Linked DNA regions of Hordeum vulgare: regions 2 and 3 are each linked to region 1. Evidence: chromatin contacts called from public Hi-C data. All regions are on one chromosome and are shown on one strand. Each heading gives the region's core, a stretch centred on a gene start, on an enhancer-like site or on the middle of the called end of the contact. The rest is flanking DNA. Distances are from core to core; before and after follow the strand shown. Region 1 holds the start of LOC123444229 (IAA-amino acid hydrolase ILR1-like 2). Region 2 holds the start of LOC123444230 (vesicle transport v-SNARE 13-like). Region 3 holds the start of LOC123444227 (anoctamin-like protein Os01g0706700).

The links. Hi-C and Micro-C count contacts between places; a contact is called where the count stands out from the background.
Region 2: a Hi-C map of seedling shows a contact between it and region 1, with 7 times the contacts expected there. The contact joins the promoter of LOC123444230 here to the promoter of LOC123444229 in region 1. A contact is called at or near these places in 3 of 6 Hi-C or Micro-C datasets (leaf and seedling).
Region 3: a Hi-C map of leaf shows a contact between it and region 1, with 3 times the contacts expected there. The contact joins the promoter of LOC123444227 here to the promoter of LOC123444229 in region 1. A contact is called at or near these places in 4 of 6 Hi-C or Micro-C datasets (leaf and seedling) and 1 of 1 datasets of contacts at active chromatin or transcription factors (embryo).

Annotation. Positions count from the first base shown.
Region 1 is chr3H:456,064,510-456,069,053 of MorexV3_pseudomolecules_assembly, reverse strand. LOC123444229 (IAA-amino acid hydrolase ILR1-like 2) reads left to right here and starts at 1,785. Exons shown (of 4, transcript XM_045120889.1): 1 at 1,785-2,307; 2 at 2,551-2,676. The coding sequence starts at 1,852.
Region 2 is chr3H:456,464,867-456,469,410 of MorexV3_pseudomolecules_assembly, reverse strand. LOC123444230 (vesicle transport v-SNARE 13-like) reads right to left here and starts at 2,399. Exons shown (of 5, transcript XM_045120890.1): 1 at 2,111-2,399; 2 at 1,942-2,000; 3 at 1,530-1,718. The coding sequence starts at 2,204.
Region 3 is chr3H:455,800,347-455,804,890 of MorexV3_pseudomolecules_assembly, reverse strand. It overlaps LOC123444227 (anoctamin-like protein Os01g0706700), which reads left to right and starts at 2,084. Exons shown (of 16, transcript XM_045120887.1): 1 at 2,084-2,410; 2 at 2,575-2,644; 3 at 2,734-2,849; 4 at 3,634-3,760; 5 at 3,835-3,935; 6 at 4,054-4,145; 7 at 4,244-4,348; 8 at 4,448-4,544. The coding sequence starts at 2,210.

The DNA.
Region 1 (4,544 bases), core at 536-3,035:
ACCCGAAACCAAAGCTCACCATATGTTGAGAAATAACATTCATGGAATCCATCCTATGAACAAAAGGAGTACACAATATGTAGTTGTCATCAAAGAGTTGTCGCGACATGACATGCATTTGATGATAATTCAGAGTGACACCACGACTATAAAAACAACTGTCAACAAGTTCCCTATGAGTTTTACCCAGATCCTCAAGAGCTACAAAAAATAATTTCACAAACTGAGCAGAACATCAAACGTATATGCTGAAACAAAATTGAAAATGAGTCCAACAAATAACTTACCAACACTGGGTAAAGGGAACAACATAATACCATCCCGATGAAAATTGACACCAATCATAGTTCCATAGTGCTCAAGCCTAACAGTTATCATGTCACGATGACGGAGACCATAATCATTCACAAGTTCCTCCCATGAAGAACCATGGAATTTACTGCTCATCCGACCATGTCTAAACAGGACATGGTATAAGTTACCCTCACTGTTGTGAAGAGCAAGATCAATATCTGTGTCACCTCTTCGAATAGCTAAAGCTTTGCACTCCTCAATGTACCGAGCAGGATGTGATCTAATACTGCACGGAACATACTACAACAAGAATGAAAACAAACATCATAATCATATAAACAAAGGCATTCGAATACATTCCAACCAAAACAACATCAACCATATGCCACAGTCAGATAAATAAGATATAGAACCTTACAACACGCCTTGAACATCGACTATCCAGCACAACAGTAAATACAGACGCACTCGAATCAAAGGAAGAACAAGGGTCATCTCGAGCTCGACAAAATGGGCAAGCCATTTACGTGCAAACTAACGGTGACCAATAAGAACTGAATCGACAACCGAGTTGAAAGTTGACATTTGATTGAGTTGGAAGCAAAAAATATCGCAGGCCTATGGAGAGAGCCCTGATATATTGTTTACGCAAGTTGGATACGAAAATGGTTGGACGAGCGAAGAGATCGGCGCGGGGGTGAAAGTACGAGAGAGCAACGGGAGTGGGAGGTGGAGCTGGGGAGCCTGGAAGACAGGGAGGACGAAAAGAGTGGTCAGAGGAGAAAGGAAGGAGGGGGCCTTATCTAGGTGCTCTTCGGCCTGGTGAAGGTCAACAGGTCCTCTTCGGCCAGCCGTGGGCCGACAGCAGGCTCTTCGGTCACTCATGGGCCGACCGGCCCTCTTCGGCCTCCCGCCGGCCGACAGGCCCCACTTCGGCCCACCAGAGGCCGACGGGGTGCTATTTTTGGTTATTTTCAATTTTGAGATATGCTTTTCTATTTTGGTACAAAATAGGTAGTACTTTTAAAAAATATATCTGAATATAGACATATTTTAAAGTGTAGATTCGTTCATTTTGTTTCGTATGTAAATCCTTAATGAAATCTTTTAAAAGATTTACATTTAGAAATGGAGGGAGTACGCTGTTTCTATCGAATTGAGCTGGGCTATGGTGGTTAGCCAGTCACAAGACAGACATCCAATTTGGTTGGCCCGACTGCCCGAGTCCCGCCACCACCGACGACTGGCCGTGGCCGAGCTCCCCGTTTGGCACACAGTGGCATGACTCCGTCGCGTACGTACGCACGATCTCGTCAAGCTCCCGAGCCTCCGGCGACGCCCATAGTCGCCGTCGACGCTCCGTCCATGGCTTCCCTTCCCTCACACACGTGTTGCTTTCGCCGCCGGCACGTCGCCCTCAGTCACGTTTGCCCCGTGCGCGAATAGGCACGCACACAACTACCGTCCGTCTCACGGCAGCTCCCGGCGAAGCAAGAAACAAAGGAAGAAACAGGGCCATACAAAGCGGTAGACGTCGCGGTCGTGCACCCGTACTATATGCGCACCACACGCGGGCTCGGCTCGCGCACGCGCGGCCTCCCACACCCACCCACACCGCAAGCCGCCGGTCTTCTCAGCTTCGTTCGTCCTCCACCGATCGCCACGCCGCGCCGCCGTACGATGGGCCTCCTCGCGCGCGCCGTGCTGCTGGCCGCAGCCGTCGCGCTGTGGTGCCATGCCGCGTGCTCGGAGGCGGGCGGCGCCGACGTGCTCGACCGGGCGAAGCGGCCCGAGTTCGCGGCGTGGATGACCGGCGTGAGGAGGGCCATCCACGAGCGTCCCGAGCTGGCGTTCGAGGAGCAGGAGACGAGCAGGCTGGTGAGGAGGGAGCTGGACGCCATGGGCGTGCGGTACGAGCACCCGGTCGCCGGCACCGGCGTCGTGGCGGCCGTGGGCACCGGGCGCCCGCCCTTCGTCGCGCTGCGCGCCGACATGGACGCGCTCCCGCTCCAGGTGCGTACGTGCCGCGATGTCCCTGCCCCGCCGATGCCACTGGATTCCTCGCCCCATGCTCTTGCCACGCCTTCCTGTTCCTCAACCCAAACCGACGTGCTTCCGGAGTTGCATCACTGGATTGGATTCCGAAACATGTGGCGCTTCAGTTTACACTCACAGCGCATCATCAAAGCAACAAAAAGAGTTGTGCATTCTGGCACCGATCGAGTGAAACCCCTGGCTATGTTTGATCCGTTTCAGGAGGAAGTGGAGTGGGAGCACCGGAGCAAGGTGGCCGGGAAGATGCACGCCTGCGGCCACGACGCGCACACGGCGATGCTGCTCGGCGCCGCCAGGATCCTCCACGAGCACCGCGACGACCTGCAGGTTAATTACTACCGTCCCTCTCCCTCCCTCCTGCCGTCTGCTTGACCACCATGAACAAACTGCACTGTGCGTGTGTCATGTCACCACGGGGCAGTGAGCACACCTCGATTTCCTAGCTAGCTGCCAACCGCCCGACTCCAAAACCATTAACCAGCGATCGACCCCGCGCAACAGATTTCGCGCGATCGGCCATGGCGCGGCTCGATTCAGGAACAGTTAGCGGTGGTACCGCCGTTTGTTTGCTGCGCCGTCCTTTTCCCGACGGATTCCTCAGATATTTCCGCTCCAGTCCTCGTCCTCTCCATTTCACCGGTTTTGTTTCTTCCGAACAAAAGGCAGGCTCTTTTCGATAAAGAAACAAAAGATGATCTAGTGTCATGATCTGCTTTTGTCTCATCGGGCAGCGCTGCTTGTACTGTGAGCAACGTGGCCTTTTGAATTCCCAGTGGTGATGGACGGGATGATTTAGTAATCATTTACCGTGGACCATCCTCGGCCACTGCTGATTTAAAACGTTGATGGAGCACAATTGGCAGTACTAGCAGTACAGAGACTCTGCCGTCAAGGCGTCTGTTTCAACCTTTGTAGTGACCCACGGGACGCCGGGGGTCAAGTGTTTGTCAATGGCGTCCGAGTCTGTGGGTCGAAGAGAGCCGCGCCTGGTATAACAAACTTTGTTTCTTGCCAGCGGCCTCGAGGAGGCTAAAATTATTGGTGTTCGTAGCTCGACCAACTGGATATATTGCAATGATCTTGACTTGGCCCTTCAGGCAGCGGTAGACGTAGCAAGTCAATTTGGCATGGCATCGATTCAGAGGCTTTGTCTCTCGTGGTGAAATAGTGTTACTTGATTACTGTCACTAGAGGCTAAAATTCGTGTTTTGATCATTTTCGTCAACTTTTGCGGATCCGATCCTGTTTTGGTTTTTTTTTTATATTTGATCCTTTTATTACCGCCGCAAGGCTCGTTGGTAGGATTACATAGCCTATCATCAAGGTCTTCGACGGTACGTTAACGGCATTAGCCGTCTATGTAACGGCCTGAAAATATCGTGACACATAACTTACCATCAGGGCCTGTGGCGGTAGGATGCAATACTGAAACCAAGAATACTGATGTACCGTGGCGGTAGGATGGTTTCACGTACTCGAACCAGGAATCGTCGAATTTTTGCGATAGGGTTACACACCCTATCGCCAAAGTCCCTAGCAGTAGGGCGTGCTCACAGTGCAATTTTTGCAGAGAACTTGTATGTTATTTTTATAAATTTAACTTACCGCCAGGGTTTGTGGCGGTAGGATGTAATAGCCTACTGCCACGGATCCTGGAGGATGGTTATGCGTACTAGAACCAGGTTTTTGCGGTAGGGTTACACACCCTACCGCGAGGGTCCTGGCGATAGGGTGTGCTTAGAGTGTAACTCTTGCACACAATTTGTATGTCTCTTTTCATAAATTTTGCCATAGCAACATTATAACCTTAAAACCAAAAAATACGAAGATCTCACACATTCTAACATGCTTCACACTTTGATATGAATAATAGTTCAACAAGTAAACTTATCAAATACTCACCCGTCAAATATCAAATACAAAATAGTTCGACAAATATCAAATCGTTTCACAAAGCCAACATAAATAGTTCGACCAGTATCAAATCGTTTCACCAAGCCAATCTAAATAGTTTAACTAGTTGAACGACAGCAAATTCAGTTGCTCCTTCCCCTTTTGGAGCTACGGTCCTTCTTGTTTTTTGAACGGATCTCACCCACCTTCTTCTTGCACTGAGGAGGACACGCTATCTAAAATAGGGATGGACTTGCCCAATCCCTCTTCTGCACATTCCTTCTCTCAAGCTTGGTTGTCTA
Region 2 (4,544 bases), core at 1,150-3,649, 400 kb before region 1:
CCAAGTACAGCATGAGTACTAAACATAGCAAAAATCAAGAACTTGAGACACCCGTTAAGAAATCAGAACAAACAAAATAAATACCACATTACTACTTCACATCAGTAGAGAAATATGTCAGACAAGGCACACTGTTTCCGCAATACAGAAAGACCACATTGCTATGACTTATAGCGGGATCCAGGAATACATAAAGGGGATAACTCCCTTTACGCGATATATTAAGCAGCCTTCTGAAAGTGCTTGAACTGGTACTACATTTCCTTTTATAATGTAGTAAGAAGAGGTACAATTATTTGTTTCCCTTTTGGTTCTGAACATATACAATTCTGCACAGCAGATATAATTTTCCACTCTGCAGCTTACTTTCTCAGGCTATGGAAGCAAGCTATGCAGAAAAAAAGTACCTTGAAGACACATCTATACATTGTAATACTGATTTCTCGGTCAAAGGGGGCATATTTATAGGAAATGCCAATGAGTTATTGTTTCCATCACTGTTTCATCTGTCACTTTGCTTCCATATGAACATAATCGTTCAGATGAAAATAGTATCTTCATTCGGTAAGAGAAAACAAATACAACTAAAAATTATGAAGCAATTGTAGTTAGTGAAGGGGCAACGGATACAGGTCCTAACGAATTCACATCAGTGGTGTAGTGAAAGAATATGGACATCGAGAATCTAAATCAAGAAATCAAATAGGGAATAATCAGTTTACACTCCCACATTCAGTGGCGGAGCATGAGCCTAAACCCAAAGGCGGGACCACAGGACAATGCAAAACTAAGTAAGAAATTGTTTATGTTAGGGGAACCGTGGAAAGTATGTAGAGTGCCTCCATTACGGCACAGCAGAAGTGATCAACTATAGGTTAATGAGCAAAAATAATGCCAGTGTAGTGGTGATCTTGGGAGAAATATCATCATCTTCATCATTTTGGGCGAATTGTCATTGCAATCGCCGTCATTTTCAAAAACAGCATCTTCTTTGCAACGCATAAAAGAAAACGCAACTCAACAGACTATATCGACATCCAAATATGTCGATATGGGGACCAGAAAGATGGTAAATAGAAATGACCCAACTGATAAGACAATTGAAGTGAGGTATACAGTACTTAAGTTCATATTTTGCATGCTGTCAGATACTACACCACAAAATTGTTAACCTTGTTACTGCACGCAATTTAAACAGAACCGAGTAGTGTGCAGCACTATAAGTACTGCTTAGTAACATGTTCAACACAGATTGAATTGATGGAGTACTATACAAATAAGTAGCCCAAAAGAAGTTCAAAATATGGGACTACTGGTCTAATCATGAGCGCCATATTGTTAGTGACCACCATAGGGATACTGCCACAACTGAATAATCAATAAATGACTCGAAGTTTTGATCATCAGTTCAGCAACAAACCCGATAACGTAATAGTACCACATTAATTAGTTAGAAGGTATATAAATAGAGTTATCAGTTATCCGCAGCATATATGTAGCGTTTTAATTAAAAGGAATAGAGAGCTTACCGCGAGTGTGTCAGCCATGCCAGACTCAAGGAGCTCCTCCCTCGTAGTTTGCCTGGCATTGGGCGCCGAGATCCTCTTGAGCTCGCTCTTGAGGTTGTTAAGGTCGGATTTGTACTCCCGCAGCTTAGCTAGCAAACCCGCCTTCACGCTCGGCGGCATATTCCTCGCCTCCAGGTCCATCCTCCGAATCTGTAAATATATGAATGAAAGAAATAAATGGAAGAAGGACATATACGGTATCATAGCCCAGACAATCTACAGAACTTCCCCCAAACCACACATTCAACTACTACACCTCCCAAAATCACATCCTAGTTTCCCAGCGGCAGAAAGTAAGGCAGCAGAATCGGATTAGACATATAGCCAAAGGATACCCATAATATAAGCAAAATAGGCCTAGGTATTTATTTACCAGCGATTCAGCTTCCTGCACGCCGGACTGGATCTCGGAGAGCCTCTGCTTCTTCTTCTCTGCATTAGATCTCACCGTGTTTATTACGACGAAACCAAGAGCAGCGACAAGGGGGATAAATTTTCTCCCCCGGCGCAATTAGGCATGGGGGGTGGGGGTGGGCACGTACCTCCATCGAGAGCGGAGGCCGCGGTGCACTTGCGGGAGAGGGAGGCGGATTCCTCGCAGTACTGGCGCTCGTAGCCCTCGAACACCTCGCTCATGGCTGCTCCCCTCGATCGCCTCCGCCCGCGCGCACAGATCTCCCCCTCCGGATCCCGCCCCCGAATCGTTCGGCGGACTCGAATCGAGCGGATGATCGAGACGACCGCAATTCGATCCGGGCTACCTCACGAGGGAGGGGGGACGCCGGCCGTTTGGTGGAAGCTTCGATTTTGGTTGGGGTGGGGATTGGGGGATTTGGGACGGGGTCCGATAGAAATACGTACTCCTTCGCGGGCTGCCGTGCGCATTGACACGTTTTTTTTTTTTTAACCGGAACCTGACATTCCATTACTGAACCTGCTCAGCAATCTTGCTGGCAATCAATCCGAAAACAAAGTCTGGATCCCCAACCCGAGTCAGATCAGCAAATCCGGTAGTAAAACCATAAGGCTGGGTTTGGAACGTTGTTTTTTCTGTACCCTTGTAATATTTTACCCTTGTACTTGTATTATATTAGCCTACAATCAAAATACATGTTAGGATTGTATTTCCATTCCGCTTCCGAGCCTCCGTTTGGATTGTTGTTTTTCTCCCACCCTTGTAACCTGGCTGCCATAGCCTAAACTTTCAAAAGCACAAACTTTCAACAACAACGGAATTTCAACAACACAAAGTGCACTTTTAACAATATAAATTTTCAAATATGCACATACAGACTTGAAAACAGCACAGACTGCACTCCCACGTATATTGCACACGTATAAAATTAGATAATTTTTCTATTTATATAACAGTACCACAACATAAACAAAAGATAATATTTTTGCATCCATCCATTCGAACATAGTTCCGATAACTCATAGTGCTCAAAATCAACAATTTAAATTACAAATTTAATGAGGCATACTTGTCTCGTCTCGTCCATTGCTACATAACCAAAGTTAGGACTCGCAATTGTTCAATCATTATGCATTTAGACATAAAATATTTCAGAAAGATTAATCCTCGGTAATAGTTCAAGCAGTGAAGCAGCTTCGGGGCTGAAGAGTAATCCTTGAAAACAAGACATATCTGACCAGGCTAGAAAAGAGCATCTGGATAAGTAACACGAGCAACATCTGCATAAGTAACAAGAGCTTGTCATGATTCAAGATAGCTATCAATCCTAGAAATGCTGACTAGTTCTCTCAAAAAATCACATCACGTGTCAAAACCGGAAGGGGGATATCAAAGATATTGCACAATCCATGGTGCAAAACACAAGATATGCAGATGGTAAGGATGACTAGAACAAACTAAAGTACATAAAGATCCTGCAGATTAAACCATCACAAGATCATATGCAAACTCGGTTTAGTACTACATCATAACTGAACAAGAACTACTTAATCGCTGGAAAACTACTTAATCAGACACAGCCCCTAGGAAAAGAAACTACCAAGTAACTTGACACGAACTAGCAGGAACCACTGAACTGATGAAATACTAAAACTTAGCCGAGCAACCGGTATTGCTGTCATGCGCTAAAATTTAAGCGGGGTAAAGTTCATGAGTCAAAACAAGCATATGAAGTTGATCAATCATGTTCACAATGATGACGATAACAAACTGAAGTATACACAAAGAAACAGCAGGATCATCCATCTACAGTACGACTGTTGAAAAGGACGTGGATGTCGCCTAGAGGGGGGGTGAATAGGCGCTTTAAAAAAGTTAAGGTTTAGGCTTGAACAAATGCGGAATAAAACTAACGTTTAATATGTCAAGCACAAAACCTACAAACAACTAGGCTCACCTATGTGCACCAACAACTTATGCTAAGCAGGATAAACAACTAAGTGATAGCAAGATATATTACAATAAACAATATGTCTATCACAAAGTAAAGTGCATAAGTAAAGGGTTCGGGTAAGAGATAACCGAGGCACGGGGAGACGATGATGTATCCCGAAGTTCACACCCCTGCGGATGCTAATCTCCGTTAGAGCGGTGTGGAGGCACAATGCTCCCCAAGATGCCACTAAGGCCACCGTAATCTCCTCACGCCCTCACACAATGCAAGATGCCGTGATTCCACTAAGGGACCCTTGAGGGCGGTCACCGAACCCGTACAAATGGCAACCCTTGGGGGCGGTCACCGAACCCGTACAAATGGCAACCCTTGGGGGCGGTCACCGAACCCGTACACGTGGCAACCCTTGGGGGCGGTCACCGAACCCGTACACGTGGCAACCCTTGGGGGCGGTTACCGGTACCCGTACAAATTGCTCGGGGCAATCTCCACAACCTTATTGGAGACCCCGACGCTTTCCGGAGCTTCACACCACAATGATTGAGCTCCGGGACACCACCAAGCTTCTAGGACGCCAAAGCATCCACGAAGAACAATATCAAGGGTA
Region 3 (4,544 bases), core at 835-3,334, 260 kb after region 1:
GGGAATGGGCTGAAATCGGACCGAAACTGGACATTCATGTGTTTGCTCTCGCGCATTGGACTGCAGTTTATGTCCGTTTACCCCGAAACGGACATGAGCATATGTTTTGGGGTCATGGATTGGAGTTGTCCGTTTTCGGTCAGCTTTCGACCCATTCGTGACCCAGGCGGAACGCACAACACGCGGATGGGCGGGACGCGTGCTCTTGTCCTCTCCTGGCTCGCCAGTCGATGACACAACCACCCCTTTTTCTGTTCCCCCCAACTCCGGTCGCACACCCCGCCCCTCCCCCTTCTCGTCCCTAGCCGCATCCACTGCCATTTATCTCGGTCGTCAAGCTGCTCAGCACGAATGCGTGCCCCGCCATGTTTTCTCCACACCACGACCTTCCCAACCCCCGCACCTGCCTCAACGCAACCGGCGGCTGGATTTGTAGCGGATCTCGCCGGATTAGAGCGCGGCAGGCCATTGGAGGTCGCGGCGTGCCATGGACTGGCCGGGTGCAAGCCCGCACAGCCCCGGCAAAGTCCCCAGGCCGCATGCAGGTACTCACTCCGCCTCTAGCCGCTCGGATCTACCCCGTTACCGATTTGCCGGTAAATACACCAACGACCGTCGTCCGGGCTCGGTCCTGGCCCAAATGCTCGTCGGCGCACCGGTGCCGCTCATAAAGTGCGACAACTGTCTAGTGAAGGTCCCGCTTCGCGTGTCTAACACGCTGAACATCCCGGATGTGTGTTCGTCAAGTGCAAAAATGATGGGGGTATGTGCTAGTTTAGCTTCAGTTGAGCTTTGGATTCGGCTTGTTTTGCTTACATTTTTTTATTGTGTAGGATGGGTGTAACTTTTGTTTTTAGGAGGAAGAATACATCGATCTGCCGATAGTGCGCAATTTAGTAGATGTTCGTGCACTTCTTACTAGTCTACATGATAGAGATAAGACTAGACGTGAAGAAGCAACGTTTAATTCTTTAGACTCGAAGAAGAAAGAAGTTTGCGAAATCAAGACTCCGCAAATCAATAACAAATGCATCGAGAAAGCATTAACCCAACTTACAGGTGAAGTTATGAAAGTTGAATATATTTTAAAATATATTTTTATAGTTCTTGTTTTTCTTTCTTGCTATTCTAGACAAGATTTGGTGAATGTATTCCAATGTTCAAAAAAAACTTTGATGAAAATAATAATAAAAATATTATGCGGACGAGATGTGGACGAAGATGCGACCGCGCCTTGGAAGTTCGACCGGTGCAAACATAGATCCGGGCGGCATGACCCTATTTCCATCCTAAACGGACGAAATCCAAATAAAATGGACATCCGTTTAAAATCGTGTGTTAAAATTATCCTCACGTGGGGTTCGGACAACACAGACAGCTATCCGTTCGTCCGTCCGAAAGCAAAGCATAGCTGATAGCAATACCATCTACCATGACGACCAAAACAAAACCGAAAGTTGCTCCCGACACGTCGACACGCCACTCCTCGCACTCGCAGGGACGGACAGGCCGAAAGAACCAGCTGGCTCCTCTTTCAGCCGCACTGTCTCTTCCTAAACTAGTTGCCGTTCCGTCGAAACCTCCGCCTGGTCATCTCATCGGTCGCCTCCCACCCGCGCAGGGAAAGGAAAAAAAAAAAGGGGGTCTCTCCTGCACGCGCCCGTACTTCACAGGTCACGTGGCCCGTTGGCAACAAGGCCCACCTGTCATTCGCTTTCCACCAACAGGCCCGTACTCAACGGCCCCACACACCCACAGCTTTCGAAAATCACTTCCTCCGCGCTGTTGCCAGTCAGTGGCACGCACGCCTCCCAATCTCCCTCCCACCCTCTCTCTCTCCCCCGTCCGTTCAAATCCCACCCCCGAAATTGCCACTTAATTAACGCCCACAGGCACCGGCGCGCCTTGCTTAATTCTACTAAATAACTTGCTAATCAAGCTATACTATTTATTCTCTCATTTTTCCAACGCTTGTTAATCAAGTCGAAAATCGAATTAAGTGCAGGAAACCGGTGCCCCTCCTAATCCGTTGCCCCCCGCCTCTCTCTCTCTCTCCGCCGTTCCCAACGCCATTTTTTCCCCTCTCGATTTCGTTGTTTATTCCTCCTCTGCGCTGCCATCGTTCTCCCCTCTTCTCCCTTCCCGTATGCGGATCCGTTTCCTCGCGCCCGTCGCCGTTCGCCGCCACCACCGCGCCTGATAGGCGGACATGGGGGCACGGGGAGGGAGAGGGGATGGAGGGGGAGGGGAGGAGGCCACGGACTTCGAGGTCGGCATCGTCGTGCCCAAGCTCTCGCGCGCCGCGGCCGCCGAGGCGGGAGACGACTGCGTGGCGCGCCTCGTGCGCGACCTCGAGGGCGCCGGCCTGCTCGTCGAGCGCGTCCGCGGCGTCCTCGCCGAGTTCATCAAGGTCAGTGCGGGGCTGCCTTTTTCCCTTTTTGAATTCGGTTTGCCATGGTGCCCTAATTCCAACTAATGAGGCGATTTCCGAGAGAAAACCCAGAGATTAAAGTGCTCCCGTTACCAACTCCTCAAATTGATTTATAGTGGCCGTGGTTTGCTTTTCCAATTTAGCTGTCTGCGCCCATGGGGATTCTGGGCAGAGCCGCTGCTGAGATGCAGATGAAGAAGCTTACCTACATCGGTAACTCAACTAATGCGCTAACTATTTGAGATGCGGGCATCAGTTGGGTCGGCAATGTGCTCATGTGCTGATTGTTAATCTTCCTTCAGGAATGGAGCTTCAGTTCGAATGGGAACAGGTGGCAGCATTCGTCAGGCAGCCTGATGGTTCCCTCTTTAGCTGGCGAGAGCGGTTTACCTGTTTCCGCTACTTGATATACGGCATTGTGAGTACAACCTCTTGTATAGCTGATGTCGTTCCTCGTTATGTCAGATTTTAGTTGCACGCCCTCCGTTTCTTTTCACTCCGCATATTAGGTTTCTCTTAAGCCTAAAAATTGACCAAATATATATTAAAAATTATCAACATCCATAATTATGAATACAATATGAAAATATACTCCATGATCGATATGATGATATTTGATTTGGTATTGTGAATGTTGATGTTTTTTTTCTTCTACACACTTGGTGAAACTTCCAAAGACTTTAAGACAAACCTAATATGCGGAGTAAAAAGGAAATGGAGGGAGTGCACTTTAAGTACGAGGAACCACATTCATTTTTAATTATATATATACATCTTACATATGGATGCATTCTAGTATACTTTTGTTTCTGTGACCTGATTCTTTGGATAGCAGTGCTTTGTTGAACTACAAACGAAACTTTTTTTTCTTAATAATGAAATTTCCTTGTTCATAGCATTGTGTGCCCAGATTTAAAGCAAAATAATCTGTTTCTATTGTCTGGTTTCTGCATTTGATATTTGTCTCTTCTGAATGATATGGCAACCAATGCATAGTTCATCCGAAGACCTCAGCTGGACAACAATATATGCACATTTGAGATATGAGCTATAGAAAGTAGGATTGTCCACTTAAATTTTCATTTGTTTGATATGATGTGTGGATACTAAAGCATACTCCCAATCTGAATAGCATTTTGGTTTTTGTGATATGGAATCTCAGATTTCCTTGTGTGATAGGGTGTTGTTATTGAACCATGCAGGTGAACAAGACCAACTCTGAAATATCTCTCAAATTTGATGATAAAGAGTTCTACTGGAAACAAAACGAGTCACTATTGCGCAGGCTCGAAGATGAAGGAGTTGTAAAGCTAGTCTTCCCTTTGCATGGTACATAAATTAACCTAAGATAATACAAATATTTGTAAAATTCGTAGCATTAGCTAACACTACTTTGCCTGTAGAGGAAGTTAAAAGGAAACAGCTCCTGAGAAATTGGGCACTTAACTGGCGTGACTTCACATGGCAACCTATTGATGAAGTTTACTCCTATTTTGGAACCAAGGTAGAACAGCATGACAGGACGTTGCTGCTACTGTATCTTGTTTCTGGACCATTTATCTAACGCAAGTCAATAAATGAATTACTTTTGAGACCGTAAACCCCCCACTTTTGAACTGCAGATTGCAACATATTTTGCTTTCCTAGGAATGTATACGCGTTGGCTATTCTTTCCAGCCGTATCTGGACTGGCCACTCAGCTTATAGATTTTGGGTATGCATTTTACCGTGATTCCTTTTCAAAACTTGGTACAAATATAACTAATACAGTCAGCTAAGTAATAAGTATTCCCCTCTGCTCTTTGAACTCAGGTCATTGCAGTGGCTGGTTCTTCCTGCTTTCTTTATCTTCGTAATTTCTTGGGCTGTCTTCTTTTTGCAATTTTGGAAAAGGAAGAATTCAGCACTTCTTGCTAGGTACCATCCAATTCCAGGATATGCAGTTGTTAGTCAAGCTCGTGTTGATCAAGTTCCTGACCACAACCTTTCTTTCTTCCATATGTCGCCTGAAAGCAGATGGGGCATTAATTATTCATTTGCTGAATACAAAGCTTCGGCCAACGAACTGGAACCAATAAGGCATTATCTTTCTGTTGAGCGTGTGGAGGAAAAG